Regions from separate parts of the Mus musculus genome. Here all the other regions are linked to region 3. Evidence: chromatin contacts called from public promoter capture Hi-C data. All regions are on one chromosome and are shown on one strand. The core of a region is the stretch at or near the end of the contact, and the rest is flanking DNA. Distances in the headings are between cores, read along the strand shown.

Evidence for each region. Promoter capture Hi-C pulls out the DNA fragments that hold promoters and counts their contacts. Capture Hi-C pulls out chosen DNA fragments and counts their contacts.
Region 1: a contact with region 3 is called in a promoter capture Hi-C map of liver, with 16 times the contacts expected there. The contact joins the promoter of Zfp939 here to the promoter of AW146154 in region 3. A contact is called at or near these places in 7 of 39 promoter capture datasets (cranial neural crest, embryonic stem cells, hippocampal neurons and 3 more), 2 of 484 Hi-C or Micro-C datasets (forebrain and rod photoreceptor), 1 of 115 datasets of contacts at active chromatin or transcription factors (astrocytes) and 2 of 9 other capture datasets (adipose tissue and liver).
Region 2: a contact with region 3 is called in a promoter capture Hi-C map of pre-B cells, with 8 times the contacts expected there. The contact joins the promoter of Ctu1 here to the promoter of AW146154 in region 3. A contact is called at or near these places in 2 of 39 promoter capture datasets (liver and pre-B cells) and 1 of 9 other capture datasets (liver).
Region 4: a contact with region 3 is called in a promoter capture Hi-C map of pre-B cells. The contact joins the promoter of Zfp658 here to the promoter of AW146154 in region 3. A contact is called at or near these places in 5 of 39 promoter capture datasets (cranial neural crest, frontonasal cranial neural crest, liver and 2 more).
Region 5: a promoter capture Hi-C map of liver shows a contact between it and region 3, with 3 times the contacts expected there. The contact joins the promoter of Zfp719 here to the promoter of AW146154 in region 3. A contact is called at or near these places in 3 of 39 promoter capture datasets (frontonasal cranial neural crest, liver and pre-B cells) and 1 of 9 other capture datasets (liver).

The regions. Positions count from the first base shown.
Region 1 is chr7:39,448,268-39,450,967 of GRCm38.p6, forward strand. It overlaps Zfp939 (zinc finger protein 939), which reads left to right and starts at 1,251. Exons shown (of 6, transcript NM_001243021.1): 1 at 1,251-1,386. The coding sequence starts at 1,384. It also overlaps the pseudogene Gm5590.
Region 2 is chr7:43,670,621-43,673,320 of GRCm38.p6, forward strand. Ctu1 (cytosolic thiouridylase subunit 1) reads left to right here and starts at 1,411. Exons shown (of 3, transcript NM_145582.1): 1 at 1,411-1,455. It also overlaps a transcript of Siglece not described here.
Region 3 is chr7:41,498,507-41,501,206 of GRCm38.p6, forward strand. AW146154 (expressed sequence AW146154) reads right to left here and starts at 1,384. Exons shown (of 4, transcript NM_001033530.3): 1 at 788-1,384. The coding sequence starts at 790.
Region 4 is chr7:43,560,953-43,563,652 of GRCm38.p6, forward strand. Zfp658 (zinc finger protein 658) reads left to right here and starts at 1,418. Exons shown (of 5, transcript NM_001008549.2): 1 at 1,418-1,469.
Region 5 is chr7:43,578,261-43,580,960 of GRCm38.p6, forward strand. Zfp719 (zinc finger protein 719) reads left to right here and starts at 1,326. Exons shown (of 4, transcript NM_172482.1): 1 at 1,326-1,506.

The DNA.
Region 1 (2,700 bases), core at 1-2,500, 2.1 Mb before region 3:
CAGAAAAGCAAACAGTATGGCTATCACAGAGCATATATGGAGGTCAGAGGACAACTTTTGAGAGTTGGTTCTCTCCTTATAGTATCTGGGTTCTAGGAATGGAACTCATGTTATCCAATTTGGTGGAAAACTCAATGAGGCACCTTTATGGCTTTACTTTTAAATAATAAACAAAACCGTGTTATTTATGAACAACATGGCCAAATAACACCATTTGTGTTTTCAGATAACGAATTCAGAAGTAATCTTGTCTGTGTGATATAATTTTATTGCTGCCCTCGAGTATGGATTAAAACAGAATCGACATCAGGTAGAGTAACACATTAGCTGTAAATTAACTCTAATCACAGAAATGTTCAGGCTTTATAGAGATTACTACCAGTTCAAGGTCATATCTGTAACGAGTTCCCAGCAAGTCACGATAACATACTGAGCCAAAAAGAAACTGGAGGGATGGTTTAAAGAGTAAGGGTGAATCTCCAAGTGTGAGACCCTGAGTCTGAATCTCTAGCATGTACATAAGAAAGTTGAGGGCTATAGAGAGACTGGGGACCACTGGGGTGGGCTGGCTGCCAGCTTTCCTCCAGGTTAAGCAAGAAGCTTTGTCCCAGGAGAATAAAGTCCACGTGTCACAGAAGAAGATTTTCAACCTTCTTCTCTGGCCACACATGTACACATGTAAGTAAAAGAAAATTTGAGAAAACAAACTTGGCCAATGAGATGATTCAGTGAGTAAAGGCTCCTACATCAAAGCGATCCGTGGGACTCACATGGTAGAACGAAAGAACAACTCTCACAAGTTGTCCTCTGAACACTACACGTGTGCCAAGGCAGGTGAAACCCCACGAAAACAAATAAATAAATAGGACGTAAAAACGACAAAAAAATAAAACAAGAAAAATCTGCTAATTAAATGAAAAGAACAAAACAAAAGCAAAAATCACAGTTACTATTGAGTCCTTCGCCAGAGGCAAATTCCTTTCTACATGGGTGCAGAATAGTTACTTTCACTCCGTGGGATTGGAGTGCTGGCGGCTCAGAGAGCACACTGTGACCTGTCTAGCATTTGTTGGTCACTGGAAAGACACCCCTACAGCTCCTTTCTCCTGTCACTCAGGAGGGCAAGGCCTGAATCCCTGTCCAATCAAAAGCACTGTTATAGGAGGATCCAATCGGATTCCCTGAGAAAGTAGGAGGGCGGGCATTGAACGAAGGTTCTTTTTATCCCCGCCCACTTACCACTACCCACCCACCACCATCGGGGTTGGGATCTGTCAGGCGCTTCTGCTTGGTATCTGCGATTCTCTGCCTCTTTCTGTCGTCAGTGCCCATCGCTGCTGGGGGAAGCTCCGTAATTAGGACCCTGGTGTCCAGGAACCGGAAATGGTGAGCGCATGGCGTCCTGACCTGGGCTCAGTGTTGGCACACCGCACCTTCCCGCCTGGCCCCTCCGGACGGTCCCGTCCAGCCAGGCACTGGTGTCCTGCCAGGGCTGATGGGTTTTCAGGCACCTGGGCCGGGGTGGCCGAGAAAGGCTTTTGAGAGTGGCCTGGCCAAGGCGTGCTGCGGAAAGAGCAGTCGTCGCTGCATCTAGGCCAGTGCGTTCCCGGACTCGCGCTGTGTTTTCTGCTGGGTTCTGAGTACGCCTTTGGGTGTGTGTGTCTGTTTTCATGTCTTTGTGGTTTTTGAACCGGACTCTCCAAATCTAGGTGTACGAGCGCCTGCCAGCACTATGGCTTTGCTGTCGCGAAGCATTTCCTTAAGTCACTTGGGTTCTCTAGGACGTTGGCTGTGTGAATCTTCTACCATTATTGAGAAGGCAGTGGCTTATTACCTCCCTACCTCTTCTCCACTGCTCATCACCTGCGGAGGTGGGTCCAGGGCTAGCTTGTATGCGTCTGCCTTTATGTGTCTGGGGATTGATCTGAATCTGTGTGATATGTCTGTATATATGGCATTGAGGATGGAATACCTGGAGATTTGTGCATATTAGACAAATTCTGTGCCAGGATAGAGACAGGGTCCCAGTGTAGGCCAGTGTGGCCTTGAATTTGCTATCTTCCTATATTGGCTTCTAAAATGTCTGGGATTATACTCATGCACCATCAGGGCTCATACTGGGTCCTTTTTGTGTAGAAGATTTGGAGAGCAGTGGGATGCTTTAAGTGGGGTTTAATGAGCTGTCCTAGTAGGAATATGGAAGACCTTGTTGCTTTGAGTGATTTGAACTGTGCGGACCTGACCAAAGAGGTTTCAGTGGCGAAGAACTTCAGTATGTGGCCTAGAGACTGCTTTTGTAATATTTTGGTGAAGTTTGTGGCTGCTTTTTGCCCTTGTCTGAAGAGTCTGCCTGAGGCTAAGGTGCATTGACAAAGGAATTCTCAGAAACACCCATCATAGACTTTGTTCTCTGGTTAAGTCTCAGGAGCATTTTTGAATAAGTTTAGAAAGGAAAAATATAAAATACATGGTTTGAGTATTAAAGGGGAACCAGGAAGTGAATCGGAGCTGAAACCTGTGTTCAAAGATATTAAATCGAATTAAGGGAGTGGAGCTTGGGGTAAGATCCCACCCAGCCAAATTTAGGTTCAGGTGTGGTAGTACAAGCCTTTAATCCCAGGAGACAGAACCATGCAGATGTCTGAGTTCAAGGTCAATCTACAGAGCAAGTTCCAGGACAGCCAAGCTTAGGCAGTGAGG
Region 2 (2,700 bases), core at 161-2,660, 2.2 Mb after region 3:
CTCTGCCTAGAGTTTCTCCAATGAGGTGCTGGGAATATACCTAGCTTAGTAATAGAGCATCCACTTAGAATCCCCTAATGAGAGGCTAGGGTGTGGCACAGTGTTAAAACCCCTGCCTAGAATTTCCCAGTAAGTTCCTGGGTAGTAAGTGGCTCAATAATCGAGTCCCTACCTAGAATCCCCTAGTGAGGGGCTGGAGTGTGGTTCGTCGGTAGAAAGCTGTCTGAAACTGGAGAATGATCCACAGTAGGAATGCTTTTCATTTCAAGTGCATAAACAGCAAACTGCAGAAAGATAATGGGGCACCAGGTCAGACATGAAACAAACATCCAGTAGAAACAGACTGGGGAAGCTGGGAACCACACACAGTCTGCAGGAGGCTGAAGAAGAGGATCCCAGGAAGACAGACTCCCAACTAACCATTCCCACCACAGATGTCCTATGGGATGAGAAGTAGCAGAGGTCTCTGGGAATGGGTCCCATCCTATCTGTGTTCAAGGATACACTATTTTTCTTCTAAGAACTTACTCTCCTGTTCTTAAGGAAGTAGCGTTTCCACTTTATTTGGCTGTTCTCTTTCACTTTCTCACAGGACCAGGAAGCCGGCTGGTGACTGAGGAAGCGGTCTTGGAGAACGCTTTAAGACAAAATGCTTGGGTCTAAAGTCGGGCTGGGACGCCAGGTTCCCGGTGACCTTAAACAGTACAAGACGACAATTTACTGATGTGTATTACAATAGCTTACATAGCTGTGTGTCATCTGGACTCCTTCCACCTTTGTGAGAAAGGAAGGAAGGAAGGAAGGAAGGAAGGAAGGAAGGAAGGAAGGAAGGAAGGAAGGAAGACAGAAAGGGGCAAGATTGCATACACCTTTTATCTTAGCACTCTGGAGGCAGATGCAGGTGGGTCTCTGAGTTCAAGGCCAGCCTGGTCTATATGGCTAGTTCCTCCAGGACAGCCTAGGCTACATGGTAAGATCCTGGGGAGAGAATCAAAGAAAGAGAGAGCAAGGGAGAGAGACACAGAGAAGAGGGAGGGGGAAACAGTAACAGAGACTGAGAAGCAAGCAAGTAGCAGAAGTATATGATAGTCCACAAAACTAGGAAATTATACTGCAGCCATTCTGATTTCAACCACTTCTGATTTCAACTTCCCTTCTGGTGACCTCGCGTTGCCGGACAACATCAGGATTCTGGGCTCGGTTCCCAGGCCCTGGTGTGCGCCCTACAGAGTCGGCCCGTGGGGAGGCATTTGGCAGAAGGAAAGCTGTACTCTCAAGTGTTTCTGGGAATTGGAGTCCAAGCTGCTGTAGAGTTACAGGCCCGCGTCTGGAGCTGTTGCATTCTGGAAGTCGTAGGCAAAGCAGTTCAAGGCCTTATGGGAATTGTAGTCCCAGGGCATTTTTCCGCTCCAGGCTTCCGCGTGGCAGGCAGAGTACTCAGCTCGTTCCACTCAGGTTAGTGTTCCTCTTCCTCCGGTTCCTACGGGCTTGGGGCCATGGTGCCACGGGAGAGCTGAAGGTCTTTCTAGAGATTTGGCACTCGCTTTTATGATTGTCAACTCGCGTTCTGGCCAGGATCTCCTAGTCTGGTCTCTTGCCAGGCCGCTTTGTTCATTTGGTGGTAACAGATCATCTGCCTTCTCTTGCCCCTGTTAAATATGTTCTGGTGACGCCTCTTCTGCCCTTTAGGAGAGTTGGCCACCCGGAGGCACCCCTGAAATTTGTTTTGTAGATCAGGCTAGCCTGGAACTTGCAGAAATTCAACTGCCACTTCCTCTTGAGTGTTGGGATTAAAGGCGTGCACCACCACGCCTGTTATTACCTCGGGGGTTTGCCGCCAGTCTGTACACAATTCTTTCCCCCATCATCCCAGATACTTACTTAATTAGCATAAGCCCTGTTCGCTCCGTCAGCTAAAGACTACTGATATATCTATCAACCAGGTTCCCTCCATGATCTCAGGGCTACTACTGATGTGGTATCCCCCTTTTCTGTTTCTGCGTGTGTCTGTAAGCTACTCCTTACAATAGCAACCCCCTCACAGGATTAGATGACTGAGAACAGAGAGTGTATTTACACGCCATTCTGCATAAATGCGGGGGTAGAAGGTGGTGGGCACTCTCAGGAGACAGATAAGCCAGGCAGAAGGGACAGATTTGGGGAGCACTTGAAAGGTGCCCTGCAAGGATCCTAAGTGGGTCGTTAGGAGGTCAAGCCTGGAGGCACCTCTGAGCCTGATGATTCTAGGGCTTGCTGGGCAGGGCGTGAGGAGAAGTGAGGAGAGACTGGTGTGAACCTAATCCGGGCGAGAGGAAGGGGAGAAACAAAGGCTGAGGAGGATAGTTCAAGGGGCAGTGCTCAGCCAGGAGAGTTAGGGGAGTCTTGAGGGCTGCTTGCTGGGTTCAGTGATCAGAAAGAACTCTTTGGGCCAGAGGAAAGGAGTGTTCCTGGGATACTTGAGAGCATTCTGGAAAGGAGCCACGGGGCCTCCCAAGCATCATTCACGGACCTGTCAAAAAGGTAACTGGGCTGGATCTGCAGGTTGTTATATGCAAATTGTCGTGAAGGAGGGGAGGCCAAGGCAGAGACCAGTGACCCAGACAAGCAGGCTGTGCCAGTGTTCTGAGTTGTGCAGGATAATCAAACAATGAGGGTCACCTTAGAATGTAATCGGGCTCCAAGGCAGCAAGGAGGTCCAGC
Region 3 (2,700 bases), core at 134-2,633:
TCAAAGAGTTGCCAGCCGGTGTTCTCCTGCGAATATGGCAGAACTATGCTTTTTCTCAAGAAGAAAACTAGCAGCACTTTGTGATAAACAGCCTTTAATGTTGATTGGGACTCTAGAACGCTCCCTTGAGCAGCCAGTTCTTTGCTATGAGGATGGCCCTAGTGGCTGGTTGCCAATCAGAGTAGCCTCCTTTGTTAAGCACTGGAGCACTTTTCTGGACAATCCTAGTGAACAAATATATCTATCCTAGCATCCTGATCTCTAACGGGTCTGGTTAGCACACTACTTATCTGTAGGGTGTCTCAGAGGCATTCCTCCCTCAGCTAAACTCTACTTGCTGTCCCTTACTATCTCCTAAGCATTGGTAAATCCTTTAACATCATCAATTCTACTCTTCATCACAGTTTGATATTGGAGTGCTACCCAACATGAAATGCCTTTTACAACCTCTACAGAATTAACTCCAAATAGGTCTTACAGCTAAATGTTAAATGATAGGGGAGTTAACTTTTAGAAGTAAAGAGAAACTAGGCCTGAGTTTGACATCCTGCTAAGGATGTTTCCACACACAAGTCTCTGTGCCAGATGCTTTGAGCAGATGCAGCCCTCATAGCGAAGTTATTCACATCCACTGCTGGGTTCAGGGAATGACTAGGACAAAAAGGGAAGTAACAGGTGGTCAGATCTGGCCACACTTACCACCCAGACCCAGGGACAAGCCACCATACCAGCTCCTGCAACACAACTGCCTGCTCCTCCCCCCTGTGGGCAGTGGCTCTGCACTCACCATGTCGCGAATTAGCAATTTGCTAGAGCTTCCCTCACAGCACCCAGCAGCAGCGCTTAGAGAAAAACAATCAGAACTTTTCCAGCCCGCTCCGCTACAGAGCTGAAGCTGCCGCAAGGCACCCGGAAGATCCCGCCTCCTTTTCTGACTGGCAGGTCCACCTCAAGGCTCTGATTGGCCCTTAAGTCTTGAGTAACGCGAGTACCTCCCTGAGGGTTAGGGTGTGCAGATGAGACTCCGCATGATGGTTGCTGGCCGGGTCTTCCAGTACAGTACCAGACCTTTTCCAGATACATAGAGATTTGCATTTCAGTAGCACTTGTGTCTGTATTCTACCCGTCTGTCTTTCCATCCCGCACCGGGAAGGACCCATCACCTCAGCTCCTGCCGCCCAGCTGCCTGCTCCTCCCCTTTGTAAACAACGACCCTGCGCTTTCTAAGTCGTGGTGGAATCTGGAGCTTGCTTGAACTACCTTTATTCATTAGGCACTTCCCCTTCTTCCTCCGGAAATGAAGGTGGATATGTAATGGAAATCAAGCTTGAAAATTGTAATTCCCAAATTTGACCTGTAAGCCTCACCTGCCCAGGAACCAGGTTACTTCTAGGAATGCTGGGAATTGTAGTTCTTTGTAAGTAACAAGTCCTCGTGGGAAAGTACGGTGGCCAAATTGATTATCTGTATAAAGCCCTACAACATGTGACCGGGGGCTATCCCAGCTGGGAAATTCTGTGGATATTTCTGATCCAGATCCACCGCTTGGTCAGTACTTAATATTTAATAAACGGTTGCTTCAAATTTGGACGGAAATGGTTGATTTGGTTTTCCAATAAAACTCAGGTTTAAGGTATGGAAGCGCATAAGGAAATAATGGTCCCAAATTCGCTCTTCATTCCGGATAATCGAGGGGTGGGCTGACCCAGCCAAGGTCTCCGGGAAATGCGTTCCCTCTGCAGACTCCCGGGGTGAATGGCAGACTCGGAGAAAAACAGTAAGCTTCCTGTTGGTTCCTGGATTCTGGTTAAGGGGATGGAGTTTGTACACCCGTTCGGGCAATTGAGAGATACCTATCGTTTGTTTGTTTGCTTGTTTGTTTTAGTAATTTCTACGTAATTGGGAGTTCATCCAGGGCCATCAGTTATTTTCTGATCAGTTATTTGCCATGGGAGCTCTGGAAACGCCCTCTACTGACGCTGGGAGGTAGAAACTTAAGTAACCCCGCACTTGAGAACTTCAGCTAGGTCCCAATGCCTAGGCTGTCCAACTAATCAGAGACTTCCAGAGGATACCAGGAATTCCAGGGATTATACAAGGAGTCCGCTGAAACAGTCTCCCATCGGTTAAGTTCTCCTAGATTGATGAAACCTCTGTGTAACACCAATTCAATCTATATTGTTGACTCCTGTTTTGTGTTTTGTCCACTTGTCTAGTGCTTCCTCGTGTGTTACCATAGGGTGGGGGAGGGGGGCGACTAAATTAGAGGAAGGCACAATATAAGAATTTACGGACTTAGAAGCAGAAAAGGCCAATTCTAAATATCGTTGTCTTAGGTATCTGATCTGTCTTTGTGTGTTTTGACTTAAGGCTGTAAGGCACAGTGGCTCAGGGAGCTCCGGGTGCAGCATACATAGTTCCGACCCCACCTGCATCTAACTGACTGTGAAGTTGTCTCTCAATATGAGATGCTCTGACTTGGATTGTATTCAGAAGCTACAGACTCTACCCCAGGCTCAGATACTTCTTCTGCCTTCTCCTACCTGTGTCTAGCTGGCAGGAAAGCTGGGTCGAGAAAAACTTAACATTTTAGAACACCAAGTATGTATAAGGTAGATTTGGAGATAGACAATTCACAAATAGCACTTGGGGCTCATTGGATAGCTTTGTAATGTCCAGAGCTCTGCCCCCAACTGCACA
Region 4 (2,700 bases), core at 168-2,667, 2.1 Mb after region 3:
GAGAGGCATACAGTTTCAGCTTCTTTTGTGCTTCATCACCTCCACAGGGCAAGTGCTCCATCTTCCTGGTGGACTGACTGTGACTCAGGCTGCAAGACAGATGGGCACTGTACCACATTTACAGCCTAGAGAGGTCATAAGCATAAGGAGAGAGCCTGTGGAAGAGCAAGGTGGTGCCCGGGAGGCAATAAGTGCGTGTGGGTATCAATCATATGCTAAGATGTAGCAGAGAATCGATCAGAAGTTGATATTTGCATATTAACTTTTATGTGGTTTAATATAATTTGGCATGTGGTGATGGGTGGCTGAGACTACTTTTTGGGACCCCCGGAGCTGTATCTTTGGACACAAAACCCTGGTCACAAGAGCACCAGTACTATAATTTGTTCTCAAGACAATCAAAATCATATGTGAAGCTAGGCATGATGGCATATCCCCCCCACCCCCCAGCCCTGGAAAGCAGAAGCAGGGGATCATACCATGTTCAATGCTATACTCTTGTCTACACAGAACTAGAGAACGCTAACCTGAGATACTGCACACAATCGTTCATTTTGTTCAGATATTCGACTTTGGCCTATGGATTTATTCCCTCTACTGTACTGCACGTTTTCGTCATCAATTGATCTCTCACCATTTATCATTATCTCCCTCTCCACCTTCCTCTACACTATTTCTTATATATGCAAAACACACAATAAATAATGAAGAATTAAAATAAAAACACTTGTCATTGACAACAGATTTTCTCCACCTCTGGTCCCCATGAAAAGCCTCAGTGTCACATTTATTTCAGACCTTCATCTTTAAAGATTCCACATGGCTTCAATTCCCATTTCCCAACAAACCTAGTTTTTTTTTTCTTTATATTTATTAATTTATTTTTTATTTACTTCTTAGTTTAGAGGAAAAAAATCTTTTAAGTCCCTGAGAATATACAGAAAAAAAAATGGTATTTTTAGTAATATGCAGCATCCCGGTCTCTTGGAAATAACTGATATACACGTATAGGTAGGAAGTAAAATCCCCTGAAAATATGAGACAGCCTTGGACTTTCACTGTGTCACAGTCCACAAGCTTTGCCTGCTTATGTGCACACTGTGATGGTGGTCCCTGTATCATTGTATTGTGGGAGTGGCCATGACAGCTCCTAAAGGAACAGAAACTACAGGAAGATCCAAGTGAAGTATTGGCAAGTTGTAGCGTCACAAATAGTAGCGCGCATGCGCTTCGCCAGCCTCCACAAGGGGAAAAAAGGGGGTGTGGGAGGGTGGCGAAGAACACTGATTCGCAGTAAACGGAAGTGGTCTCGAGCGGTCATATCCGCTTAAATCTCCGCGCAGATCAGTTCTGTTATTGTTGCCCGCACTCCAGGAGAGTTTGGATTCTAACACTGAGGGCCCGGGGGCGGAAGTCGCAGGGAGGGACACTGCGCGTCCTGTGCAGAGTTCTCTGCATTGTTGTGAGAGGTGAGCGGCAGGGGCGCAGGGAGGATGCTGTGCTGTTGAGCGCTGATTTGTGTTGAGTGACAGCTGACACAGCTACTGGAGGGATGCCCTGGTTGAGCTGGGGTGGGAATCCTATGGGAGTTGGGAGAGCAGGGTTGCTGAGAGAGACAGACAGTGCAGCCAGCTACCGCAAGCCTGGGGCTAGCGTCTCTGAGGGCGATCGCGCTGCTTTCTAGTAGTAGCCTGCGAGAAGAGAACAGGCAGATACAAATGGAAAATGAGATTATTTGTGGTTTGGGCTTAATTTGGGAAAGCCAGCCATTCTCGGTCAGCCTGTGGCTTCTGCCTGCGGAACTAATACTAAGAACACGTGGAACAAAAGCCAGGGGATTTGCATATGCAAAGAGGGCACAGGCATCGGAGCTGCAAGTTGAGCCTTTGTGCAGGTAGCAAGGCTTGTAAAACAGGACCTTTTCGTTCCCAGCATGTAGTCTCCTGTAGAGAGCTAGCGCTGCAAAGCAAACGTTTAAAAGGCAAATCCTAATCCCCGGGCCGTTTTATGTGAGGGCTGGGACATGAGGCGGGTCAATGCTGCCTCTGCTGAGACCATATGGTCACAATAAGAGTCAGTGATTGGCACTTGAGCAGAAGGACCCTGTGTCCTTATTGGAGGTTGTATGTTCCTTGGGTATCACTATTGAGTTTATTGAAGATTCTCTGGAAACTAGTAAATTGTCATCTTGGCTGCCAAAGTAATAACGTTCTGGGGAACTAGGTATGCCCATTTTAACCCCGTGGTTAAATTAATCCTGTGGTCAGTCCACTTATCAGAGGTTACTTAAAGTCCAGAATGACAGTGAATATGTCCTGTGTACCATAAAAACATTGTGGACAAGGGAGAAATGTTTTGTGTCGAGGGCCTGGTGTTTATGTGCAGGGTTTCCAAGTCAGGGAAGGGATTGAGCCATTGAATTTAAGGAAGAGAAACAGGATGTCAATGTGGGCATAGATGAAAACGAAAATGTCTAGACAGGCACAGAGAGCCAGGAGTGGCCATCACCACACCACACTGCACCACATCTCTGCTCTCAGAAGGAGAAAGGGTTCTGGGTGCTGGGCACACAGAGACCGCCCGAGATCATGGGCACTGGGTGTGGTTTAGAGTAGGGAAGGAACGGGACTGGTCCTGCTCTTCCTCTTAGGGTGTGTTCTGGAACAGCCCATAAGCTTAGTTGTCATTTCTGAGAGAGAA
Region 5 (2,700 bases), core at 76-2,575, 2.1 Mb after region 3:
TATCTTTGATGATGAAACTGTTTCCTAAATCATTATTCCTGTAGTCTGTTCTCAGTGGGAAGCTCTAGACTATGTGTGAACTGGGCATGATTGCACATTGTTGTAATCCTAGAACTTCCCTGGTATAGACAAGATCAGAGTAACTTCAAGGCCAGCCTGGTCTACATAGTTCCAGACCAGTGGTTCTCAACCTTTCTAATATTTTTCATTGCTACTTCATAACTGTAATTTTGCTACTGTTATGAATCATGATGTAAATATTTTTGGAGATAGAGGTTTGTCAAAGGGGTCATAACCCACAGGTTGAGAACCACTGTTCTAGACTGTCCAGGGCTAGAATGTGTTTAATATGGAGATAACTCACACAATTTTATACTTTATTCTTATAATGTACATTAGGTCTACTAATTTATTCACTACAGTGCTAGGTGTTTTTCCCATTTGACTAGTGTCCCTGTTTATCATTATTTCCACTGCCCACCTAGTTCTACATTATTTCTATTATGCGATTTAGAAGACATTTTACTTCTAAGTAAGAACAGGTTTCTATCCTCTGGGAACCGTGAGATGCCTCAGTATGACGTAAATGATGGCTTATCTCAGTTTCTCACCGTTGGTGTTCCATATGACTTACCTCCTGTTTCCTAATAACCCCACATAGTTTTCAATTTTTGAAAAATTAGAAAAGGCCAGTGTGGTGATACACATCTTTAATCCCAGCACTCGGGAAACAGAGGCCATGAGATGTCTGAGAGTCCAAGGCCAGAATGACCTTCATGTCCGGTTCCAAGCCAGTCAGACCAATATAGTGAGGTCATCTCAAAAATAAGAACTTCTTTCAATTCTGGTGAAAATCAAGAGAAAGTTGAAGAAAAAGAGAAACAGATTAAAAGCACTTGTTGCTCTTGCAGCTGTCCTGGATGCTATAAACTCAACATGCAGGCAAAAATACATAAAGTAAATCTAATAAAATACAGGGGAAAAAAAGGTACATTTAGGAAGATGTAATGTTACAGTGTCTTAGAATTATATACACATACAAGACGTTAATAAATCCCCTAAGCATGTGAGACAGCCTTGGACTTTCACCTATCACATTCTTGTCGGCTGTATGGAACCGTTGCGCTTTGATGCTTGCCTCTGTGTCACGGGAGTGTGGGTTCAGCCATGGCACTTTCTAGGAAGAAGTTAAAAAAAAAAAAAAAAAAATCAGAAACCACCAGATGAGCCATAATAAGTACTGGCAAGACAGACTTCCGCCAGTGGTGGTGCGCATGCGCGCCACCCAGGGCTACGTGGTAGTGAACTGAGGGAACCCTTATTCAAATCGGAAGTGGCCTAGAGTGATCACATCCGCTCAGATCTTAAAGTAGTTCGCCTCTCCTGTCGTTGCCAGGGTAGCGTGGGTGTTTGGAATCCGAACCCATGGAATTGTGGGTGTCTGTGGGCGGAAGTCTCGCAGTCCTGGCGTGCCGTGTGCAGAGCTTCTCTAAGGTGTAATGTGAGGTGAGTGGATGTGGAGCAGAGGACGCTGTGCTGCTGAGCGCCGGTTTGTGCTGAGTGATGGTTGAATCGGCCCCAGGGGGGGATGAGGTGGATAAAGTGGGGGTCGTTCGGTTCTCTTTCATTCTGTTCCTGCGGGTTTTCCGCGTCTGTATTTTGTCACTTCCCAGTATGCTGTCCTGTGGGATTTCCCACCGTCGTCCGTGAAAATTACCATGTGAGGGCATTCGGGGCAGGACTCAGTGAGTGGGCGCTGCAGCATCCGGGAGCTTCAGGGCGAGGACCTTGAGATGGCTTGTGATCCGCTCAGTCTGTGATTGGCTTAGGAGTCAGGCGATGGAGCTTGAGGCCAGTGTAGGGTGCTTTGTGAGGGCGACCGCGTCGCTTTCTGGGCTGTTTGAGTAGCTGGTAACTGGAGCCCTGGCTCCTGGTCAAACACTGGCCTTCGAGAGGAGATAAACTCCAAAGAGTAAGAGAAAACGGGGAAATGAATTTATTTACGTTTGGTCCAAACTGGAGACCCAGTGCCCTCCATCTCTGTCAGCCTAAGCAGTATTAGCAATAGAAGGCACTGCCTAGAAGCCAGGAGATGTGTTTAGGTATATTTAATGTGGTCACAGTTATCTAAGCGGGGACATAGCCTTGGGGCTGCCCTTAGGTGTTCTGGATATTTCCTTTCCCCCGTATGCAACTGAAGACAGAAGAAAGATTTAAGAAAAAACTAGTCATTTCAGTTACAATTGAAAGTTTACATAAATACTGCAGTCCTTTGCTGATGTGAGGTCTGATCGGAGGTTTGACTTGTGCCTGGGATCTGTGAATTTGGCAAGGATTGGTAATTGGCAGTTACGCAGAAAGGTGCTGCTGTAAAAAGATTGTAAGGCAGAAGCCTGGGTTCCTGCATCCAAACAGGCAAGGGCCAGCCTCATCCAGTCTGCCTACTGAAGAGACCAGTGAGGAGGAAAGGCAGGAGAGTGGAGATGTGGGTCAGCAGTGTTGGGTTCCCAGCACCCACACCACATGGTGCCTTGGAACTGCCTGGTGGGACGATTCCAGGGGATCCGTGTTCCCTTCTGGCCTCCCAGCTAATGGTGCACAGACAAAGACAGACAAAACACCCACACACGTTTCATTTTTAAATGTTTGAATAGTAAGAATAAATCTTTAAAAAAAAATTTTTTTTTCCGTTAATGTTGG